Regions from separate parts of the Zea mays genome. Here region 1 is linked to region 2. A link is a contact called in public Hi-C data. All regions are on one chromosome and are shown on one strand. The core of a region is the stretch at or near the end of the contact, and the rest is flanking DNA. Distances in the headings are between cores, read along the strand shown.

Region 1 (6,046 bases), core at 2,232-4,731, 410 kb after region 2:
ACCACAGTGGCCAGGTCGTCCAGGGTGTTCCCTCCCTCAAATACCAGGCCTCTCACAGGATAATTTATCAGCTTGGACACGGTCACCCCATTCTTCTTCGTGTCCTCAGAGAGTGGGATCTTGTGGGTAGCTGCCTTCTCAACAGGGAAAGGCACTGACAAGTAGTACGCCTTTAAAGAAGAAAAGATAATATAATTCAGTACTAAGCAACATTTTTAAAACAAAAGTTACCACAACACTATCTGCACAATACTGAATATGCTCCTGTTTGGTTGGGATTTTGTGGTGAGAAGTAAATTTAGATACCATCAAAAGTTTAATACCTGAAAGTGGAGGTGATTGATGGTGGCAAACGCACCCAAGCTATTGTAACCAAGCCTGAAGTATGGGCTACCTCCCTCGGCTGCCATTTGCAGTGCAAGCAAGAAGCTCTCTGGATCAATCCTCTGAGGCAGGCGGTCCAGAACACGAGGAATGAGAAGCACATGTCCATATTCAATTGGGCTTACCTGCAAAAACCATTGCAAAAAAAACATCAATGGAAACAAGAATAGATAGAATGGAAGTTGGATTTCCAGTGTGACTGAGAGATGTACATTGATAGCAATAACATTTGGAGCCCGATCAACAGCAATGATTGGAGCGTTGTTCAGGAAATAGCTGTCATCACCACCACTATTCTCAAATTGGAAGAGAACCTCTTCCTGGCCAACTTTTGTGAAATTGAATTTGGCAGGGTCAAACGGCTGGAGCACACGGTCCACACGAAACTCAGTAGGGCGCTTCTTAAGATGGCGCCCTTCATTGAGTTGTGCAACAAACCCAAGGTTGCCAGGAATGACCTTGGTCTCACAGGCAGTGACATCGTAGCGGAATAAGCCTCGAGTCATCCTGTCCTCCCACTGCCAGAATGCAAAGCAAATTACTAAACTCAGAATCTGAATCTCAAAAGAGAAATATAAGAAGTAGACTGCAATATCCACATATTTCAGCGGAACTTTCGCGATAATTTCCTTCTTTTGTAGAATGTGTTACAGGGCAAAAGGTAAAACCGCCCATATATCATTCAAAATGAGAGTTCGACATTTTGATTCACAGTACCAGTTCTAGTGCCATTATAAGGTATATATTAATCAAAATAAGAATGGTCCATATTTGAAGATATTAAACACTATTCTTGCAGCAACTATCATCTTACAAGCCATACATGCATGGATTTGCTACTGATCAAATGCACTTAGGGCTCTTTCGATTTGTGCCTGCCAGGTTTTCCACTGCTCAACGCTGTACTTACAAAGAATGGTCCAAATATGTTTCCCCATATTCTTAACTGATTTGCATATTTCTTACTAGACTAGATGTAGATATATTGATTCCTAATATATTTCATCCTAAGGGCCTCGTTGGTATAGATTCATCCGACTCCTTGATACAGTACGAAAAAACTAAGGGCTTGCTTGGGAGCAAGAGGATTTTAGCCTCTTCAATCCCCTCCAAATCACTTGGTCCCAAACAAGCCCTAAGCAGGGGACTGAAGGCGATTAAATCCTCTTCTATTCAATTTTGACTATCAAGGGATTTAATCCCCCCCAAACCACCTTCAATCCCCTCCTAACTTAAAACTAGCACAGGTGAAGTCCCAACAAAAATCACAAACTTTTATTTACCTCACTAAGGAGGATATCAACAAGTAACTTGGTTGAAGCAGCATCCTCCTGCGAGCCCTTTGCCGGAGTCAACTTGAACGCGTAGAGGATTTTAGCCTCTTCAATCCCCTCCAAATCCCTTGGTCCCAAACAAGCCCTAAGCAGGGGACTGAAGGGGATTAAATCCTCTTCTATTCAATTTTGACTATCAGGGCTTGTTCGGTTCTACCCCAATCCATATGGACTGAGGGGGATTGAGAGGGTTTTAATCCCTAGCAAGTCAAAATCCCTCTCAATCCATATCAACCTCCTTCAATCCATATGGATTGAAAATAACCGAACATGCCCTCAAGGGATTTAATCCCCCCAAACCACCTTCAATCCCCTCCTAAAGTCCTAACTTAAAACTAGCACAGGTGAAGTCCCAACAAAAATCACAAACTTTTATTTACCTCACTAAGGAGAATATCAACAAGTAACTTGGTTGAAGCAGCATCCTCCTGCGAGCCCTTTGCCGGAGTCAACTTGAACGCGTAGAGGGGAAGCTTGGAAGCTGCTCAAAGATGCAAATGTTAATCCAATAAAAGTGCAGAGTAATTTGCTACTTCCATGTCCAGTGAAGCAAGTACAATACTAATTTGCTGATGTCTTAGTGAGGTTTCCACCAAGTCAAAAAAGAAACCATATTTCCAGTGAGGCATACAGTATGCACATAATAATAATACAAAAGGCTCTATGTTTTTGCTTGCGTTAGTTATAATGGCCTGGGGTTCAGACTGAAAAGTTATTATAAATATCCACAGTTGCATAAGATATCTGTTTATTATATCCTTATTTAACCCAACTCAATTCGAGGCGGATAACAGCTAATTGTTACCCGAAAACCGCTGATGGTAACAATTTTTAACCGGAGGCATGAACCAAAATAGTGCAGATAAAAAAAAACTGAACACTCTGTTTCGGCTGTTCAGTTTGCAAAGGCCCCCAACTTTGTGGAGCACAAACGACACCTTTTGCTGTAGAAATTCCGAGAATTTTCTAAACGAATCGTGCACAAGGCTTCGGGGCACAATTTAAAATGGGACAGGATCCAATGCAAATACTAATAAGTTGTTAATATTCCCAAGATTTTCAACCGGATTGTCGACGGAAACGACGTCAGATTGACCGTCAATAGGGAATTGCCTAGGGGGGTAGGTGGCTCACCAGGCAGGCAGCAGTCGCCGAGGCAGTTCCTCCCGCAGCCCGCGCGCGGCTTGTCGGCGTCCTCCTGGTAGTTGGAGACGACGGTGGGCACCCTCCTGATGGTCAGCTTCATCTCCATGCCGGTAGGTCGGTCAGTTACTCTCGGGGTGAGAACTCGTCGGGGTCCGGGGGGGTTAGCAGAAGGGACTAATTGCTAGGAAAGGAAGAAGGTGAGAGACAGGAACGGCTCAGAGGCGACCGCCGCCGGCGAGGAAGAGGAGATCGGACGGGCTTCCTCCGGCCGAGGGCAGCGCCCCGCGGCCGCCGTGCGGAGCGGGGCTGGACGCGACAGCGGAGGCGATGGTGCCCGTGGGCTCCACCTGCGCAGCTGCGGGGCCGCGCCGGGGGGCTGCAACGCTAGCCGTGATGCCTACAACTCGGCCACGCCCAGAGGGGAGGAGGGAGGGCAGCTGTGGCAGGATTGGGCGGTGGTCACGGAAGCTGCCGAGGCCTGCGCCCCGGGGACGGGGTTCTCCTGTCTTATAACTCTTCTCCGGCGAGGTGAGGCCAGGCGAGCGGCGGCGGTGCGTTGGGGTTGTGCCTGAGCTGGGTTTGGTTTGGGAAGAACGGAGGAAGCGGGATGGCATTAAATAGGGGGAGGCGATTGCGGTGGCGGATTTGTGGTGTGGCTGTGGCTGGCTGGTGCGCTGCTGTGTGGTGGATCTGGACGGACACGGACGATACCCGATTCTCTCTCTCCTCTCTGCGCCACGGTATTTCTTTTTCTTTTCTTTTTATTTATTATATACGCAATACTCGCTGTGTTCAGTTTTTTCTTGTCTCCGGTCGGGTGGTTCACGTTTCCCATGCTGGGGACCACGAGCACAGAGGCGAAAATATAAATAGATATTTAAGTTATCATGTTTTTCTTATCCGCTAAAATTTTATTAAAAATATATTCCCCTTCATATCCATTTTAATATTAATATATATATATATGTATATTTGTTTTTTGCAGTTTTTTTATCTATCAACATACAAAACAGGTATCATAAATATATTAAAAGTTTTCTCTCTATAACTAGTGATCAATTATTTAATTTTATTATACTAATTTTGTTGACGTGTGTTCATAACCACGAAGCATAAGGTTGTTCGACGTGGCTCGGCATGTGCACCTCCAGTGATTTGAGCACCATAAAACACTCAAACACACGAGCAATTTATCCTGTTTCGGTCCTTTGAGCCATATATCTAATAATTTTGTGTTTTTTGTGCTAGAAATGCTCGATTGAGGGTGTTCTTACAATCAGAATGAGCCGAGGGAGATGTAGAGGAAGTGCTATGCTAATTTAGGGCCCAGTCCTCTATCGTGTTGGTTGATCTCTTCTACAGGAGTCCATGTCCTCGATGTGATAAGAGGTACAGAGTGAATGGTTTCTTTTTGTTTGAAAGGAATTGAGACGCTCAAGAGAGGTGGTGAATTAGGACTTGAAAGTTAAAAAATAAATGTAGGGATGTAAACTCTCGTGTACAACGCTGGTATTTTTACCGAGGTATTCGGAACCACGCAAGGTCTTAACTAATCCTCGTTAATGTCCCTACGCAAAGGGTAACCCACGTGAGGGCCAAGCACCACGGACGAGTAAGTTCATAGAGAGCCACGTGTCTTCTCCGCGCGCAAGTGGTGCTTCGCTTCCGACTCCTCTCGGACGCTCCACGTCGTCTTCACTATCGAGCTTTCGGGATAAACGTTGCGGCCTCATTCCCTCTGGTACACGGTGGCGGACGTATCACAAACACGGTTGATACAGTCTCGCAAGACTCTCACCCCACTCAGTACAATATTACAACGGCTCGCGCAAGAGCCGAGGAGTTTGTGGGTTGTCTAATCTCACTCACACAACTAGGAACAAATATAGAGCAAGCGCTAATACAGTTTAACGAACCTAAGCACTTCGCAAAGCACCTACATTAATCACCGAGTGATTCTATTAAACACTTGGGTGTTGGAGCACTTGCAAGTGTGTATGGACTTCCTTGATATGTTGCTTGGGCTCCCACACCTCCAAATGGTCGGGTGATGTGGTATTTTTAGAGCCTCAACAAAAACTATCTGTTAGAAAACAATTCTAGATCTTTATGCGGCGCACCGGACAGATGCACGGACTGTCCAGTGGTGCACCGGTCAAGCCACGTGTACTAGCCCTTAGAGGTAGTTATTGGAGCTTCTAAATGTGGCGCACCGGACCATCCAGACTTGGTGCATCAAACTGTCCGGTGAGCCACTAGTGCCCCACCAGTACGCTAGCTGACAACCCTTCTCTTAACTCTTCTAACTTCTCGATCATAGATCAACGATCGAGATTAGATCTGAGCGCGAGCGCGAGCGCGTGGGAGGCGCGAGCGAGCGCTGACAAGCGAGCCAGGGAGGTTAGCGACTGGGGAGGGAAGGCGGGCTGACCAGTCAAGCCCAAGGGAAGGGGCACTTAGAACCTTTGACTAAATCAAATTTCAGGATTAAATTTAAATTTGTTGACCGTGACACACAACCAAAATTAATGTGACAAAGACGTAAATGCCAAATATACGACTCGTTCAAAATAGCATTGTTCACAGACTTATTACACACATCATGCAAAGATAAGCGTAACAAGCTTCCACTGTCATAGCATTTTCCAACAAATGTCCCATACTTTGACAGTATACATTTATTAGATTCAAACACAAGTTTATAGTCATCTCGACATAGAAGTGAGCCACTAACAATATTCTTTTTGATGAAGGGGACATGTTGCACGTTCTTCATTAGCACTGTCTTTCCCGAAGTAAACTTCAGAATGACTGTACTGTAACACCCTGAATTTGGGGGTATAAAATTTCTTTCCTAATATCCACCAAATTCAGGTGTTACTCTCTCATTTCTGTGCTTTCCTTCTCTTTTTCCTAAAAATGGAGAAATTATTTTTGTTTTATATATCTATAAGCCTAGTAAAATGAAACCATAAAAAGAATCCTTGATTGTTGCATATCATGTCGAGACCTTTTTATGTCGAATTGTTGTGTTTGTGCATCAATTCAAACTCATTACATATAATTGAATCTTTGATTCAAAAACTATATTTAAATTTGAATAGGAATAAAAAGGAAGAGAAAAATAATAAAAAGGAAAAGCCTCCCCCCAACCCCTCTCGTCCAGCCCAGCTTGCCCTCCC
Region 2 (5,273 bases), core at 2,164-4,663:
TGAATAATGCATTATACTTAAATTCCTTTTTTTGCATGTGTGAAATTTTTTCTTCGTAATATTTTTTTCCATGGATCAGACTTGTGAGTCATTTTCATAAACCAACGCCAAGCATGAATTCATGTTTCCTACTTCAAACCCCGAACAAACTCCATGAGCAGGAGGCACTCGCGTTGTCGTCGCTCATCGATGACGAGAAGAAGCTTGGCGACTATCAGTTCGACCTTTAAAAGCAGTCTTACGTGGTCGCATGCGCTGCTGTGTATGACAAGCTCCCGCGAAGCCACCGCTTGGACGCGGTCTAGAGCAGCTGCACCGCGCTGTCCATCGTTAAACAGGGGGCCTCATGGTTGTCGCCAACGTCGACGACTCTCGGGTTGTTCTGGACACCGCATCCGACGACGACGCCATCACGCCGTCCAGCTCATCGTCCACCTGAAGCCCAACCTGCCACGTAAGTCGGTACTGACCGGACATGAATTTTCGTGCGTTGGGACGATGGATGTTGCTGACATTGTGTGAGTGTCCTCGAACATGATGTATGTAGTGGAATAGCGCATCCGGTGGTGCAACGGGCAGGGGTAATACCTCGCTGATAAGCCCAGGGTGCACTTCGTTTGGCAGCCCAACCAAGAGTCATCGGTACTTGTCATGTCGCGTGCGTTCGATGACTACTATATCGAGGATTGTGGCGTCATCTTGGCGCCGGAGGTGACACAATGGAGGATCGACAACAGTGACCAGTTCGTCATCTTGGCGCCGGAGGTGACTACCTTACCCGAAAGGGGCTAGGGCAATAGGAGAGTAGGCGTGTAGGGAGGTTCTCGGGTTGATTTTATTGTGATGGTGGTCAGACGAGGGATTCCTACATTGCTCTTCCTAGAAACTGTAGCGGGTTTTCGGAAGCTAGTGGAACTTTGTAAATGCCTCGTAGTGGATCCCTAGCCATTCACATTGGAAGTGTCTAAGGGCCTTGCAAACCCTGGCGACATGGGATACACGACTTGTGGGTAAAGGGTACCACCTCTGCAGAGTGTAAAACTGGTATACTAGCCGTGCTCGCGGTCATGAGCAGCTCAGGACTCTCGCATGATTAAATAATGGAACTAAACTCAATTTGTCATTTGCATTGTATGAGATTTATTATTAATTTTGTTCTATTATTACTATGATTTGATATTTACTTACATTTAGTAACCGCTAATAAAATTTGACCAACTTATTAAAAGCAATGCTCAGCTTTAACCCCTATTATTGACCAGCCTTACACTTCACATGAACTCCCACATTTGGTGAGTTCATGCACATTATTCCCCCACAACTTGTTGAGCGATGAACATATGTGAGCCCACCCTTGCCGTCTCACACCCCCATAGGTCAAGAACAGGTACCACAGGATGAGGCGCATGGAGGATGCTGCGATGTGTTCGTGAGAGGTATAGGCCATCGTCTCCCAGTCAACTTTGGGTTACTGGATCGTTGTCTTCATATAATTTAAATATTTATTTATTTTGTACATAACTCCTATTATATAGTAAAGATGTGACATTCGTTCCTGCACCATGATTCATCGTATGTGTGAGACTTGGTCCCAGCACACCTTGTGAATATGTTCGCGACCGAGTCTTGATGTCCTGAAACCCGAGTGTGACACTAACTTAGCTTATCTTAATGAAAACCCGCCGACTCCGTCCCGATCTATCCCCGACGTTCGAGGACGCCGAGCGCGGGAAAAACAGACGGTTCCTTGAGATTGTACGTAATCCACGGACGATCCGGGCACGGGCCCGTTGCCTTCTTGGGTCGGTCCATTTCTCTTGCGTCTTTGTCCGGTCCACGACGAGACGACCTTGCGGGTTAACTGGTCTGTGGCCCCATGCAAGGGTCTTTCGCTTCCTAGTGGATCCGGGGATATCTGTCCCCCACAGTTATCCACAAGGGTATTACAGTATTCGTGCCGGTCACACTATGACTAGATTTATAGAATATATTAGCAACATTTATATCTTCGAATAATTTTACAATAAAAATAAATTCAAAGATCTAGCTAATAAAACTAATTATGTATTATAATTATTAAAATTTTCTTATAAAAATATGTTCAAAGTTAAAATGTTTGACTCCTAGAATGACTAACATTGTAGACGTAGGGAGTATTAACTAATATTATGCGTGAGCTGGTGGTTCATTTTCACAAGCAATTACCTATCATCAAAAATAGGTTGTCACAGCTGTATATAAAAAAAAGCCCATTACAAACAGAACATGTGTTGTACTGTGAAGTAGACCGCAAATGGGCATCGGAGCTGAATGATAATTGAGGATGATTCGCCTTTTAAGCCTAGCTGTTGTTCATCGCAAATATGTTGTACAAAAGATCGTTACCATTTTTAGTGATATTTGTTTGCATTATTACAAAACATGTCTGAATTTTTCGTGTTCTGATAGGGCCCCCGTAAGCACGTCTTATGTTCTAGTATCATTCAAAATCCAACTAGTGAGGTAGCTACACCGACAATTAGAACGCTTCATCTATTTGGAAAGGGTGACGATAGTAATTGTATATTGTGCAGTGAAAGTAGGAGAGAAGTAATTGCAAAGGTATCTTGTAAATATTTATAAGATGTTTAGTTTGAGGAATAAGTTAGTTCATCATCTTTTCACTACTTATTTTTTGTTTGGTTCGTGGAATAGAATTGATTGATCCATCATCATCTCATTCATAATAGTTAGTACTAACACGAGAAATAATGTCATACCACTAAATTTGAGGAATAGACTTATGATGAACAACTTCATCTTGGATTAAGTGATTCATCAAACCAAACACCTCCCTTAAACCATCTCCAACAGCTTACCTATACCTATATTCAAACTACACTATATAAACAGACAATATAAAACGATGCAAAACGGTGTTTTTTTTTGTCATTAGCAGGCTTACCATGTAGCCTAACAACTTCCTACTCTGAAGCAAACAGTGCCCTTGGTATGGATTGCATCAGTTAAATTGTTATTTGGACACAGAAAGATGTGCCTACTGACCAACACACGTATTAAGCAGAGAAATTCAGGGAGATGCGAGGTTGCAAACAAGCTTTGGTCCATACGGTAGTAACTCGTGACTCGTGAGGGAGATGAAGATTCCTTTTCTCGCTTGCGCCATGCGAAACTGACGGACGGGAATGTGACTGAGTACAATTCTCGGCCCATTTAAATAGGCCTGGTCGGTCCATGGCCCAGCGGCGAGCTCGCGTACAATTCGCACTACCAGGCTGCGCGGCTGCTGCCTGCTAGTAGTATCACCACAGTGGGAGGCGAGCATTTTAGTACCACATCGACGGAACGCAGTAGGGTGCACACCAACGGCTGCATTATAGAGGTCCGGAATGCCACAGGCACAAACCATGATCCTTCAGGCAGTTAAAGGGACATGATGAGCGGTATGATCTCGCAACTGCTATGCGAGAGGGGTGTCTGCCCCAACTACGCCTGTTACGACAACAGGCACCCCAATGATTTACCGTCTGATCCCGACTTCAAAACAAAACACAAATATTTTCGTTTTTGGTTCTAAGCGTTTTGTAATTCGTTTTGATTCTAGTTTGAAAACTGCAAAAATTTTCATTTTTTTCTAAAAAAACTCTAGTGGTGTATGGTTTGTCACATTTCATTTTTCTAGGTTCTAAACTTTGCATCATATCTCTAATGTATTTTGAATTAAATTTTTTACATATGTATTTTGTCATGGTCTAAAGTAGTACATGTTAATTCTGTGTTCAATTCGAAGCTTAGTGTATAAAAAAATAGATTTTTACATATGTATTTTGTAATGGTCTAAAATAGTACATACATGTTAATTCTGTGTTCAATTCGAAGCTTAGTGTATAAAAAAATTAGACGAAAAAAAAGAGAACACTTTATTTAGAAACAGAAGGACCTACCTTCAAATTTAAGGGATAACCTCTACGATTGTAGGGTGCCGCTGAAGTTAGAGATTCTGCACCCAGCATAAAAAGGCCCCTCGTCACCTGTCGATTATCATGTTGATCGGCGGCTTGGGCGCTGTGTGATGATAGAATGGAGCGCATTGCTCTCGTCTGCACGCCGTTCTGGCCTCGCTCGCCAGCTCGGGCGGCTCCACGTCTTTGTCCTGCAGCAGGGGGCAGTGGAGATGACCGATGAGGCCATCTCCCGCTTCCCTGTCAGCTCTGGAATGAGATGCGGCACGATCTCGTTGCCCTGTTACTCCGCGCCAGCTCCATCTCCGTCTCCGGCGGCGCTCGCGCAGCACAGACGCTCCACCCGCTGGCGCTCAAGTCCGGGCGCGCCTCGGAGGCTCGCGTGGCGACCGCGCTGGCCGTGGCGTACGCGCGGTGGGGCCTCGTCGCGCACGCACGCCGCGTGTTCGACGAAGCGCCGCGCAGGGACCTGGTCCTCTACAACGCCATGGTCTCCTGCTATGCCTCCCACGGTCTCGCGCGCGAGGCCTGGGCGCTCTTTGCCGCCGCGCGGCGCTCCGGGATCGCCCCCGACGGGTTCACCTTCAGCGCCCTGCTCCGTCCGCCGCCGCGCCGTGGCCGCCACCCAACCGCCGGCGCCGTCGATGACGGGCTGCTGCTCAGGATGGGAGCCCTGGCGCACAGCCTCGTGCTCAGGCTGGGTCTCCTCGCAGACGTGGTGGTTGCCACCGCGCTGCTCGACATGTACGCCAAGTGCGGCCGGGTTGACGAGGCGCGCTGGGTGTTCGACGCTATGGCGGTCAGGAACGTCGTCTCATGGAACGCGATCGTAGTCTGCTATGGTCGGGTTGGTGGAGGCAAGGACGCTGTTGAGCTGTTCCGGTGGATGCTGAGAGACGGGAGCTGCTGCCCGGATGAGCTCACGCTTGCCAGTGTGCTAAGCTCGTGCGCCAGCGTGGCGGCAGCAAACGAGGCTACTCAGGTTCATGCTTATGCCATAAAGAGGGGGTTTCACAGGTTTCTGCAGGTGGCCAATGCTGTTATCACAGCGTACGGCAAGACCGGTTTTGCTCGAGAGGCGGGGCAAATGTTTGCTATGATCTGCGACCCAGATGTAGTTACGTGGTCCTGTATGGTTTCGTCTTTGGCGTACCTTGGACTATGCAAGGATGCAGTTCATGTGTTTGAGAGAATGCTCCAACAAGGCGTACAGCCTGACAGCGTCGCCTTCCTTGGGGTTCTTTCTGCCTGCAGCCATGCCGGGCTCGTTGAAGAAGGCCTGCACTATTTCCTTATGATGGCGAGGGGCTA

Evidence for each region. A called contact is a pair of places that touch in the nucleus more often than the background predicts.
Region 1: a Hi-C map of tassel shows a contact between it and region 2, with 2.9 times the contacts expected there. The contact joins the promoter of LOC100283852 here to the promoter of LOC103629159 in region 2. A contact is called at or near these places in 4 of 25 Hi-C or Micro-C datasets (ear, leaf and tassel).

What each region holds. Positions count from the first base shown.
Region 1 is chr6:31,419,145-31,425,190 of Zm-B73-REFERENCE-NAM-5.0, forward strand. LOC100283852 (VTC2) reads right to left here and starts at 3,482. Exons shown (of 6, transcript NM_001156750.2): 1 at 2,853-3,482; 2 at 2,099-2,199; 3 at 597-902; 4 at 324-509; 5 at 1-170. The coding sequence starts at 2,970.
Region 2 is chr6:31,014,054-31,019,326 of Zm-B73-REFERENCE-NAM-5.0, forward strand. It overlaps LOC103629159 (pentatricopeptide repeat-containing protein At2g46050, mitochondrial), which reads left to right and starts at 3,414. Exons shown (of 2, transcript XM_008650335.2): 1 at 3,414-5,273. The coding sequence starts at 4,222. It overlaps LOC111589609 (small nucleolar RNA Z279/snoR105/snoR108), which reads left to right and starts at 3,429; the gene lies at 3,429-3,535.